2 separate regions of the Rattus norvegicus genome follow, and region 1 is linked to region 2. Evidence: chromatin contacts called from public Hi-C data. All regions are on one chromosome and are shown on one strand. Each heading gives the region's core, a stretch centred on a gene start, on an enhancer-like site or on the middle of the called end of the contact. The rest is flanking DNA. Distances are from core to core; before and after follow the strand shown. Region 1 overlaps Pik3r1 (phosphoinositide-3-kinase regulatory subunit 1). Region 2 overlaps LOC102556051 (a long non-coding RNA gene).

What was found. A called contact is a pair of places that touch in the nucleus more often than the background predicts.
Region 1: a contact with region 2 is called in a Hi-C map of frontal cortex, with 2.2 times the contacts expected there. The contact joins two enhancer-like sites. A contact is called at or near these places in 5 of 12 Hi-C or Micro-C datasets (frontal cortex, hepatocytes, kidney and 2 more).

The regions. Positions count from the first base shown.
Region 1 is chr2:34,626,296-34,632,406 of GRCr8, reverse strand. All of the region lies in intron 7 of Pik3r1 (phosphoinositide-3-kinase regulatory subunit 1), which reads left to right. Among named protein-coding and RNA genes, the nearest start is that of Pik3r1, 68 kb to the left of the region's middle. Within about 2 kb of position 4,071, at least 23 of the 93 cell types and tissues checked have an H3K27ac peak or open chromatin away from gene starts, as enhancers often do.
Region 2 is chr2:34,473,103-34,479,022 of GRCr8, reverse strand. It overlaps LOC102556051 (a long non-coding RNA gene), which reads right to left. Exons shown (of 6, transcript XR_010064057.1): 1 at 1,030-5,920. Among named protein-coding and RNA genes, the nearest start is that of Rpl21l6, 210 kb to the right of the region's middle. Within about 2 kb of position 3,857, at least 3 of the 93 cell types and tissues checked have an H3K27ac peak or open chromatin away from gene starts, as enhancers often do.

The DNA.
Region 1 (6,111 bases), core at 2,822-5,321, 150 kb before region 2:
CCAGCTGTGGTTCTTTGAATCTGGATGGAGACCCCTTGAGAGAGGCCAGGACTTGGGCTCAAAACATCTGGTTGAGCACCGGGGATGTGCAGGACCTGGGGGAGAGGTTCTGTGGATGGGCCCAAAACCCAGTCCCTAGAGATCACAGATGCATGGTACACTCCAAAGGTTCCAAACCATAGCAAGCAGCATTTCACAGGGGTGCCCGTAGCTATAGACATCGGGGAACCTCAGCCTAGCTTGGGATTTGAGGCCAAGACCATCATCACCCCATATGACACTAAATTTACCGGATAATGGATTCGGGAGCACCGGGTTATGCTCAGGAGCTGCTTTTGACTTTAATGGGGCCAAATGCCCATGGAGGCATGGATGTGGCTGTGAGCCCTAGAGATTGCCTACCCAGAGGCTAACCACATGGGCTAGGAAGGAAGATGGGCACCAAGAATAGCCAGGCCCTGAGCCAAACAAAGGGCCGAGCTGCAACTGTTCACTTCCTCCTGCTCGCATTTTAGCTACTTGTTTGGAGAGGAGGCACAGCGGAGCTTTGTTTGGGGCTGAAGGACTTGGGGTGGTGAGGGGTGAGGAGTGGGGATGGGGTGGGGACGTGGAATCTGAGGAGTCCGTCATCACAGTCTTCTTAGGGACACCCACTGGCCTCATGGGGAATATACACGGAAGCCCAAAGCCAGACGGGACTTTTACAAACGAATTGATTACTAAGGGCTTATTTGTCTGGGGGTTTGCGGGGAGGTCGCCACTGTAGTCTAATATAAATGGATTAAATGTCTTCTGTAAGGCCGACTTACAAAAGCGAGCATGTATCAGCAGCAGCCATTTTCATAATGCGGCCTGATACACAGGAGCGGACTCCAGTGGCCCTGCACAGAGTTGGGTACTAATTTGAAAGGAAGATTAGTTCCGTCAGCTCCGCTGAGGAAAGAAAGGCAGAGATTTGAACGTACTGGATTGTCCTAGCCCTTGTGCAGCCTCTTCAAAAAAAGAAGGGGGTGGGGTGGGGAGAATTAAATCCAAATGATCCTTAAGCCCTCCGTGAGCCATTTTCACTTCTCGTGATATTTCTCAGCCGTGCTGAGCACTCTGTAGGCCCCATGGGACGAAATGGACGCTTCGGTGTCTCTCACCTGTGAAAACATTTCACTCTCCACCCGCAAGAGGGTAAAAGAAGGTGCCTTTCCTACTGAATCACCTTTGGGCTCTAGGACAGCTCCAGTGCAGTGATTGATTGGCTCGGCATCCCCAGGCAGGGGGGTTGGAGTGTGGGACCACAGTGAGAATGTAATGTCTTCCCAGAGGTCCTCATTGCTAGCTCGGCATGCAAGAGTCCCCGAGGGCTTTGGAAGTTCAGCTCCAGAGCATCTCAAATGAAGGCTCATAAACCAGTCATTGATAGAGACTCCTGCTCTGAAAGGAGTCGTTGAAGGGATCCTTAAGTGTGGGCTACAAGGACGTGTTTGTTGAAGGGTAGATAGGCGTCTTCTCTGGGCTGTTACCAGGTAGTACTTGGAATGATAAGGCTGACGTCTGAGGCACACTATCAACTTAAATAAGGCCTGTTAAGACATAGTGTCTAAAGACTAGCTGGGAGTGCACTTCTCCCAAGAGAAGCAGAGCCTTAGAGGCACTGTTGGTGACTTTTTGGGGGTAATTGAGTAAGTAGGTAAGCTTAGGGAAGAGTACATCCTGAAAAGGGCCTTGAAAAGCAGGTCCGATTTTAACTGGGGAAGGAAAAGGAAAATAGCATTTTGGTTTGCTGGCAGACAGCAAATCGAGGTGTTGCAGACTGTGCCCTACAGGGTGTGTGTACTTTCTAGGGCATTTGTGTATCACCATCTCTTAATGTGTTTCTCCAAGCTGGCGCCAACACAAGGCCACATTTTAAGTGTTATAAGGCTTTGAAGAAACAGAGCTGAGAGGTTTGCTCTATGCTGCTTGACTAGTGTTCGCCATACCTGAATCTGCCCAGAAGCTACCTTTGGGTCCAGCCTGTCCCATCTGCAGATCACCAATGCCTCCATTGTTGGAACCATTAGGAATCCTGGGCCTGCTTTCAGCGTCTAATGAAAAGGCCTTCCGAATGTTGTGAGCTAATAATGAGAGAAGATCCCAGGGGCCATATGCAGCAAAGGGCCACAGCACCATGTGGACTGTTTGAGATGGACAGTGGAAGGAAAGTTGAGCCTCTCTCCCTGGGTTGTTAGGATTGAATAAACTGTGTGTCTTGGTGGGTGGAGTGGCCTGGATGTCAGCGCCACTCCCTCTGTCACCTTGCCAGTGTGCCTTTGCGCAGTGCACAGAATGTACAACTGTACACAACGTTCCCAGTGCCATTCACTTTATCTGTGTCCCAGTCTGCCCTGGTGAGCTTTCTGTGCAGGCTAACCTGGTCCATTCACTGTGGGTGTTCTTCAGACCCCGTTCCCTTATCTTTAGCTGCCCTGTGGGTTTTTGTTGTTGTTTTCATTTGCTTGCTTTTTTTTTTTTTTTTTTTAAACCGTTGGTGTAATTGGTTCAACTACATTTCTAAGAAGCAAAGACAGAGGCTATTCCTCATTTTGATTCATTCCAATTAGAGATATGGGCACAGTCTACTAATTCTCCAAATATACCCAGACGCTGATAAACTGTTTGGTTTTCAAAGAAATCTTAGAAGCCAACTAACCTATTTCCTGTATCCAGCAGCCCTTTGAGGTAAAGATCCTTTGAGGTAAAGATCCCTTGCTTTTATGGATGGAGGCACAGTGGACAGGTGATGGGGATAGTGTATTTTCAGAGCTCTCTTAGCTTGCCGTTCATCCCCTGTGGTCGGGAAGGCTTCATTGTTTGAGGCTGAGTAGCGGGTTTTCTGGAATTCCTTACACTCCTCAGACGTGGGGAGCCGAGCTGATGTCTACAGGGCAGCTGCAGTAGGAACAGGTCCAGCAAACACAGGGTGCCTCTGAATCCATGTTTTGGATTTCATGGATGTATTCAGAAACAGTAATATATCATAATTGGAGTCTAATATTGCACCGTCAAGCCTGGAAGAGAAGTGACTCCTTCTCCCCCTGCTCTCCTACACCTGTCAAGGTTAATTTTTAACTGCTGGTGCATTGCAAAACATCCCTCCCGAAGAGCTGAATTCATGCATCTGGTTTTAAATACCTTGGGCTGGGTTCTTAGCTGTAGACAACGTAAGCAAACACCAAGACAGAAGGAAATAACTTTCAGAGTTTCACTTTTCTCTGATTTGTTTTTTTTTTTCCTCCCATTGCATTGAAAGTATGTTCTGACTCGAGAGAGTTGTCTCTAAGGTAAAATTGAAACTTCGATATAGATGTAGACCCCAAGAGGGGTATAGGTGTATTGGGGGAGAGCCTGATCCATCTCATGGAAACTAGAAAGTTTACCCACGATCCCCAAGTGCATTGTGAGCGCCACCCTGGGCACGTGCTAGGCGATGTTTTTACTTTTGTTTTCAGGCTACAGCTTTCTCTGAAGGGATGGACATCACGGGATGGGTGCTGGGGAGTCGGAGGGGGAGTTCCTCTGTCTGCTAGACAGTGGGTGTGGGCGTGCCTTCGCAGAAAGCCTGTAGCCTGTGTCTGGATTTTTTTTTTTTTTTTTATGCAAGCCTAGGTTTGTTTATTAACTGGAAAGGGTGTTTTTCCTTCCCGTGGGTTCATTAAGCTCACTGGAGTCATGGATTAGCCCTATCCGGGAGAGCCCTACTTTCTAAGATGTCTCATGTTGGAATTAAGAAGGAACGTGTTCCTTTAACCGTGGGTAACTTTGGATAATTCACCCCCCCCCCCAACACACACCTGATTTCCCTAGTTTTTGTTCATTGACAGTGATGCATGCAAGTCTCTGAGAAGCAGCAAGCCTTTCAGGTCTCCCGCGGTGGCCTGAAGAGGTCTTGTTTAGAGCAGACAGCATGCCACAGAACTGAGAAACACATGTTAACGAGCAGGGGCATTTCCTGGCTAGCTGCAATCTACTGAAAAGTACAGTCCTGGCCTGTCTTTGTCTCTGAAGCACGTTGTACAAAGCCCTCGGCAAGGGGATGCTCACTGGCTTGAAGCATCCAGATGAATAAGTGAGTCATATTGTATGCAATGGGTCTCAGCAGCCCCAGATAAATAGGACACCAAGAAAGCCAGCGTTTCTTAAAGGGGCTTATTAGCCAAATGGGAATTAATTCCTAGGCACTGTGACATCTGTGCCTTTGGTTTAGTAGTGAATCATGTATGGTTATAAGCTATCTATAATTATGTTTTATTAATTTGTAGGGCCTTTTGGATACAGAGAAGGTGAAACTGGAAGTTGGTGGTTTTCTCCTAAGCAGGCGTGATTTACTCAGTTTTGCCAGCAGAGGGCTCCCTCCTTAAACTAATAAAGAGCATGTGTCTGTATCAGTGGGGAAAGAGTCTGCTCGCGCTTGCAGTTAACGTTCATAAGAGAGCCTCTGTGGTAGGTGATTTTACATATCATGAGGAATTTGTCTAAAACAACATGTCTGTGGGTATTTGGAATCTTTCCTGCTATATACGGCTTTACGGTAGATACTTTTGATCTGAGACAAAATAGACTGTCAGATTTACATTTTAATCTTCTAGAAGGTTCTTAGGTAGGTCCAGACAGGTATGCATGAGAAGCCAATGTGTCTGATGTTTCTTCCAGAGAAACTCTTTTGAAAGCAGGGAAATGCATGAAAATAAGAAGGCAGCTTTTTTTTTTTCTTCTTAAGCTAAAAGAAGAAAACAAGAAAGCCAGGGTTTTGTTATAGGTGTGAGGGTTTTTGTTTTTCTTTTCAGTGTAGGCTAAAAGAAAGTAAATTCAGTTTGTTAGTTCTTTCTTTCCATACCAAGAAAAGCAAAGAATAGGGCCTGTGGGCTGAGAATGGAGTTTAGGACCAAAAGTCTAAAGGTTGAATTCTTTTTGTGAAGCCCCCTTCCCCCAATAGTATGAAGGAATTACTAAGTAATGATCTCTAAATTACTGTCATGTTGAGGTTTGGGGCTTTTGTGATTTCCTTTCGTTAATGGCTCAAAAGATTGAAGTCGGGGCTTTTGGGTAGATGCCATGTGAACATTTCCCAGGAAAAGACTTGATTTCTTTCCTGTCCAGCTAGCAATCATAAACTCAGAAAGTTATCTGCAACTTTCTCAAATAAAAGACTAGAATCCCCAAGTCGGGAGAACACGCCCTTCTCTGTCCCTTTGCCTAGCACAGCCAGCAGTTAACCCAGTGCAGACACAACTCTAGATTGTCCGATTAGAAAGTCCTAGGGCCATTTGAAGGTGAGCTGAAGTTGACCCCTTAAAGATTTGGACTTGCATAGAAGATGCCCTCCTGGGGCTGCCAGCCAGCATACGATGAGCTATGTGAAGGGCTTTCCTGTTACACCTGCGGGGCAGACTGTGCCAGTGCGTGGGAGGAGGAGGACGTGAGAGCAAGGCACCCTGTCCTAAGCTGTTCTGAGAGGTTCAGGCCTTCACAAGCGCGTCTTTGATTCTATTTTTTGCTGAACTAGGTGGATTACTTCCTGTGCTGCTTCACTGCGGCCCACTTGAGCCCCCGGAGCGGGGGCTGCCAGCACATTACAGGCACCGTGGCCACCAGGGAGGACTATTTTCAGCACCCCCTTACAATGCCTTTCTCATTTCCCGGGTGAAAATGAGCAAGTTAGTCTTGCCTCGGCCACTTGTCAGCCCGATGACAACTTTGACTTTGACTTGGGTGCCCCTCCCCCTCCCAAAATCCTTAGCTCAGCAAATATTTGAACCTGCCCGAGTTAATCATGAAGCCGCGATCTTTATCTGAGCGAGACGTGCGAGCGCCCGCCGGGGCTCCTTTCTTCCCCCTTGCAGTAGCGCGACCCAGGGGAGCTCTGCTCGCGGAGCCGGGGACTTGCTGCCGGGGCGGGGCGCGGGGCGGAGGGACCCGCTGCAGCCTAGCCCAGGGGAACCGGCAGCCGGGCTGAGAGTCGCGCGCCCCCGCCTTGCGCGCTCACTGCCAGCTAGGTTCCTTACTGCCGGTACCGGGCGGGCGGGGGAGCCTCGGGGGCTGGAGCCACTTGGTAGAAGAACAGCTTCTTTGGATTTTTTT
Region 2 (5,920 bases), core at 2,608-5,107:
ACAGCTTTGTGATTGACAGTGAGGCGATCCATACCCATTAGCCTCTTGGGAATTAGCATAGAGGGTGAGAGAGAAGGAGAAAAGAAAGGGACTTTGAGAGAGTCTGCGGGCCGGACTCGTGACAACCTCGCTCTTTTCCCAGGAAGCCGACTCAGCTAACCGAGCTCCTCCTTAACCTCTGACCTCCTGTACAGTCCCGTATGGAGGAAAGTCCTGGACAACTGCACTTGTTGTTTCTTTAATGCCCCTACTTCGAAAATAACCCCCAGCTGCTCCAGAAAGGCTGTGAGCCTGACCCCACACTCTTGAGTTCTGAGAGGGGAGAGCAACCCACTCACAGAAGCATCTGAGGCCCCAGGGTTTTCTTCCTTCTCTGGACGCAGCAGCTGCAGTTCGAAAGCAGCAGATTAACATAATACTTGGTAGGCATTCAAGAATGGCAACAGAGGAGGTAGCCATTCCTGGGTCCTAGGATCCGTGAGGGAGGGTGTGAAAATGGCGGGGGTCACTGAGCTAAAAGAGCCATGGAATGCCCCGCCTATGGAAAAGGTGGGGCGAAGCTAGAGCAGCCTCCTGTGTCTCCCAGCCTCGGCACCAGGAAGAGACAGCTGGTGCGGCCCAGGCCTGAGGGATAGAAATGAAGTTGAAACAAAAGAAACCGGAACTGGAGACTAGGAATGTCCCATACAAGTGGTAAAGTCTCATAGCCACCGGAGAGACTTGTGCGGGGAGCAGTAAGGACTAAGCAGTGATCGATCTACATGAAGTAGACAGAAGTACTGGTGCTGAAAGTTTCAGACTGTTCTAGTGTAAAGGAGGGTATTTGCTTGTTTTGAATAGCATCTGGTTCGAGTCTCTCATCTGAAAGGCTTGGATGCATTCCTCCTCAGAGGGATGATACTGGGTGTTCTAGAACCTGTAATGTACGCGAAGACCCTCCTTCAGTGTTATGAAGGCAATGCTTCCCTACACACACACACACACACACACACACACCCCACAAATAGTCCTTTATGTCTAATCATGTACCTGTGTACTGTCAGAGCGGAAGTAACTGGAGACTCTGAGCTTGGCAGCTGACGACTAAGGGAAAGCAAGAAGAGGCCGATGCAAAGCCACCCAGGAAGATGTTGGCAGTTTCTGACTCAGGATGGCTGGGTCAGCTTGATAAGCCCTTCAAGCAGCAGGCTCTCCCTGATGTATACAGGGCTGGCGGTGGCAAAGGTGGGGATGTCGAAATGCCATCAGCCAAGCCTCACTCCGTTTCTGGACTAACTCATTTGAGTATCCAGGGATCTGCTTTACCTCTTGCTCTCTCTCCCCCTTTGCTTTGGTTTGCTCCCAGTGTTTCATGACGGCCACTTGAAAATATTCTCTTACAGTCTCTCCAACAAAGGCATCACAGAAACCTTGACACGGAAGTCCAGGATATAATCCTAGCCCTCGGGAGGCTGAGGCTGAAGGATCCTTGTAAGTTTGAGGCTAGCACAGATGACACACAAGAACCTATCTCGTAAAGCACGCACTCCTCCTCCAAATAAAAGCAAAGAAGGTAGCCTTCATCCAAAGCTATAAAGAGCAGATAATTTTCTATGATCTCCGTGGTCACTGCTCACTTCTCCAAACTAAACTCTCAAATTTCCTGAAATTAAATCATTAATAGATATCGAAGATATATATCCCAGGCAGCATGCATGGCGTGAGATAGTCACATAGCTACCTCCAAAGCTTTGGTTCTATTTGGGAAAGACACATGCTTATGTGACACGTACATGTTATTGCTCAAAGAAATACCATCCCAGTTTAGTTTGTCGATTTTCCAAGTGAATGTACAAATATGGTTATGTTGTTCAGGAGAGAGAGGGGCCCTCAGCCTTCAGAGCAGAGGGGGCCAAACACTTCAGAAACCAAATAGAACCATGAGTAGCTAGTGTTACGGATTGAACTGTGTGCCTCCCAACTTCACATATTGGATTCCTAACTCTTAACAGCTCAGGGTGAGACCTTGTATAACAATACCATTTTTTTTGAAAATGTCCAAGTTAAAGAATGAGTCTATCAAGGTTGGCCCTAACTCTAATGTACAATGTATCCTTAAGGAAGGAAAATTTTGCTGACAGATACACGCAGAAGAAATGTGATCTGAAGGGCTATGGAAGGAAACAGGTACCCAAAAGCCAAGGAGTAAGTGATACCATGGACAGATCGTTCCTGTGATGGTTTGAATAAGCTTGGACCAGGGAGTGGCAATATTAGGAGGTGTGGCCCAACTGGAGTGGGTGTGGCAATGTTGAAGTAGGTGTATCACTGTGGATGTGGGCTTTGCGACCCTCATACTAAGTGCCTGACAGTCAGCCTTCCACTAACAGACTTCAGATTGAGATATAGAACTCTCAGCTCTGCCTACACCATGCCTGCCTAGAGGCTGCCATGCTCCCACCTTGATAATAATGAACTGACCCTCTGAACCTATAAACCAGCCCCAATTAAATGTCCTTTATAAGACTTGCCTTGGTCATGGGGGTCTGTTCATAGCAGTAAAACCCTAACCAAGACAATACCCTTCCCCCATAGCCTCAAAGGAACCCAGCCTTGCTGACACCTGGATTTCAGATTTCAAGCCATTTCTGTTGTAAAGGTCACCCTCTGGGGGTAGTCGGGTATTGCAGCTAAGGCAAACAAGGCAACGTGCTCAAGGGTAAGAGGCCAGAAAGTACAGCATGGTGAGGAAAAGTTCACATGACTGTGACAGTACCAAGCCAAGAAGCCAATCACAGTACCAGGCATATTCTAAGAAAATCAATATACAGAAACGAAACAGATGTGCAGAAGAGCAGGTGGCCTCACTTGATAAACTAGGAGCCCTCTATCTATGTGCACTGGACTTGTGACATGTTCTGAAGAGAGAGGGGGGATTTGGTGGAGTTTTCACCAGGAGCCCATTGTAACAAGTGGCATGTTCAAAACAATGATATGCAGGGCAAACCAGAGCCAAGAGACCTGAAGAGGTTCACTCTGTCACAAGAAGTTCTCAAGCTTGCCTTGGGGTGACTTTCCTGGCAGACTGAGCTGATAGTGTCCGTAAGGATGGATAGTGGAGGCTTATCCAAGAACCAGTGGTGAGGATGGTCTGAACGACAGAGAGAAGGAGACGATGTTCCTTAGACTGTTCAGCTGGAGAGACCATCCTGAGTTTTCCAGGGAGGATCCAAATGAGGTGAAAATGTGCCTTAGGGGAGAGAGGCGAGAGGATGTACAGAAGGGACAGAGAAAAAGGAGGGAGGGAGAGAGGGAGGGAAAGAAGGGGAGAGAGAAGGAGGGGGAGCAATGTGACTGGATGTACAGAAGGGAGAGAGAAAAGGGAAGGAGGGAGGGAAAAATGGAGAGAGAGAGAGAGAGAGAGAAAGAGAGAGAGAGAGGTAGAGGGAGAGAGAGAAAGAGAGAGAGAGAACACAATGTGACCAGAGAAGGATAAAGATAAAAGGCGGTATGATATGCCAAAAAGGACCAGGAGGAACAGGGCAGCTCTCCAAATAAAAAGGAGGCGAACAGATGGATTCTCCACTATAGCCGCCAGGAGGAGTGGCATCTAAATTTAAGCCCAGTGAACTCCATTTAATAATTCTGGCCTACAAACTATAAGGAGCATACATTTGTGTTCATTCAGGCCACCAAGTTGGTGCTGATTTATAAGTGCAGCCAAGGAAACTACCACTCTGAGGTCCTATCCCAGCATGAGTGGGCCTGTTTTATGGTAGGGCCCAGACATCTGTAACAACTCCCAGATGTGCCACCAAGATGGTGTCTGCTGAGACCAGAAGAGGTTGTTTGTAGTTCACCTCTGAGCTGGGGATCCTGAGCAGAGAGAAAGCTGAAACTTTAACCATGAACGAGATCTTGAACAGAGTGCTGAAATGAAGAAATAGGGCTGAGGAAGAATAGAACTCAGACACACTCTACAATCCTTAGGCATGAGAATGGCAGGGGAGGTGGGTGGAGTAGGGTGGTAGAGCAACCCTGGTAAGCAAAGGGTTCTTCTGGGGTCAATCTTCAGCAACACACACATGCACACACACACACACACACACGCAAACACACCCATGAACACAAACACACACTTGTACACAGAAATATAGCCCCCTATACATACATTCACACACACACATGTATACACATACACACATACACATGCACATACATGAATGCATTCCCACACACCCCCATACAATACATTCAAACACACATATACCATATACCATATACACTCACATGTGTACACATATACACACACATGCATGCTCATACACACACACATACATCCCCACATACATTCACATACACATATACACATACAGACACATGCACATTCATGCACGCACACATCCCACCCATATATACACACATATATTCACATACACATATACACATACACATTCACATGCTCACACACACGTACATATATACACACACACATACACCCCACACAATATGCCACACACATGCACACACATACACACACATATACACATTCACATGTTCATATACATGTACACACATACATACACCCCCACCCCCACATATACACACACATATACACACTTACTTACACACACCCACACACACATACACACACGTGAGTAAGTAGAAACGAAAACAGCAAAAATACCCATAGAGACAGAAGGAGGAGGATCAGCTTTTCACCACAAAAGCCTCATATGTAGAGGTAGCAAGAAAGACACCCAAGTCTCCCCTTGCTAAAGGAGAGGGTGACTAAGAAATGATAAAGCTCAGAGGCCCCAGATGACCTTTGAGGAAACAATTTTGATGGCATCAGAGAGATGAGGGACAGACATCAGAGGACTGATCTGGGTGATAGAGTGGGTGGGTGTGGAAGCCACAGGAAAGGCTTTGGGGGCTCTAGCAATGAAACAGGTACAAGATCAAGATGATAATAATGTGGATTCTGGGATCAGACCCAGCCTACCCCAACAATTGCTCCAGTACCTGTTGGGCCTTGAACAGACAGTCTAACCTTTCATAGACTCATCAACCACAATCCACGATGGACAGAACGACCTGCACACACAGGATTTGGGAGGGGTCAATGAAATTAAGTAGGCATTGTGTTGATTCCCGAGCCTGACACATGCGAAGGGTTGACCACTGATAGAAGGATGAAGGGATGGGTATCGAGATGTGGGAGAGCTCCAGGATCCTACTTTTCAATAAAACAAGCTCCAGGGCAAAAGGCAGAGCTCAGGTAATTTTTACATCACAATAGAAGCAATTCTCAGTAAGCATATATTCCAAATACCTTATGGCCACATTTATACTAAAATCATCAGCTGTTTCTATTGGCTATCCACTGTTCCCGGGGCAAGTCATCATACATTGAGTGGCTTGTAACAACATTAACTTCCAGGTCTGTTGTTTAGAACGTTTGACAGGGATCTTAGTGGGCTGTGATCCCAGTGTTGCTGGAGCTACTCTCAATTTTGGAGACTGCAGGGGAACACTCATTATCTTTTCTTTTACAGCGTCTAAAGCCACCGATATCCTTGCTTCATGGGCTCCTCCTCTGCCTTCTAGCCAGCCACGTACTTCATCCCCAGCCACCTCTCCTGACTATAGCTGGCTAAAGTTTGTCATTCCTGACGACTCAGTTGTATACCTAGGACTCCCTGTATACTTCAAAACACTCGCCCTGTCTCTCAGTGTAGACCCGTTACCACTCAAGAGTTTCATTTGCCAAGTAAGGTAATCTATTTGCAGGCATCAAATATTAAGACAGGAACATCTTCTCCAGACTATTCCTCTTCTTGTTATATTATTTATCTGCAGCTCATATGTAACCAGGCACCTCTTGCTTGTTTCTTGAGTCTAATGAGTCTACCTATAAAATGTTTCCTTGGCTAGTACT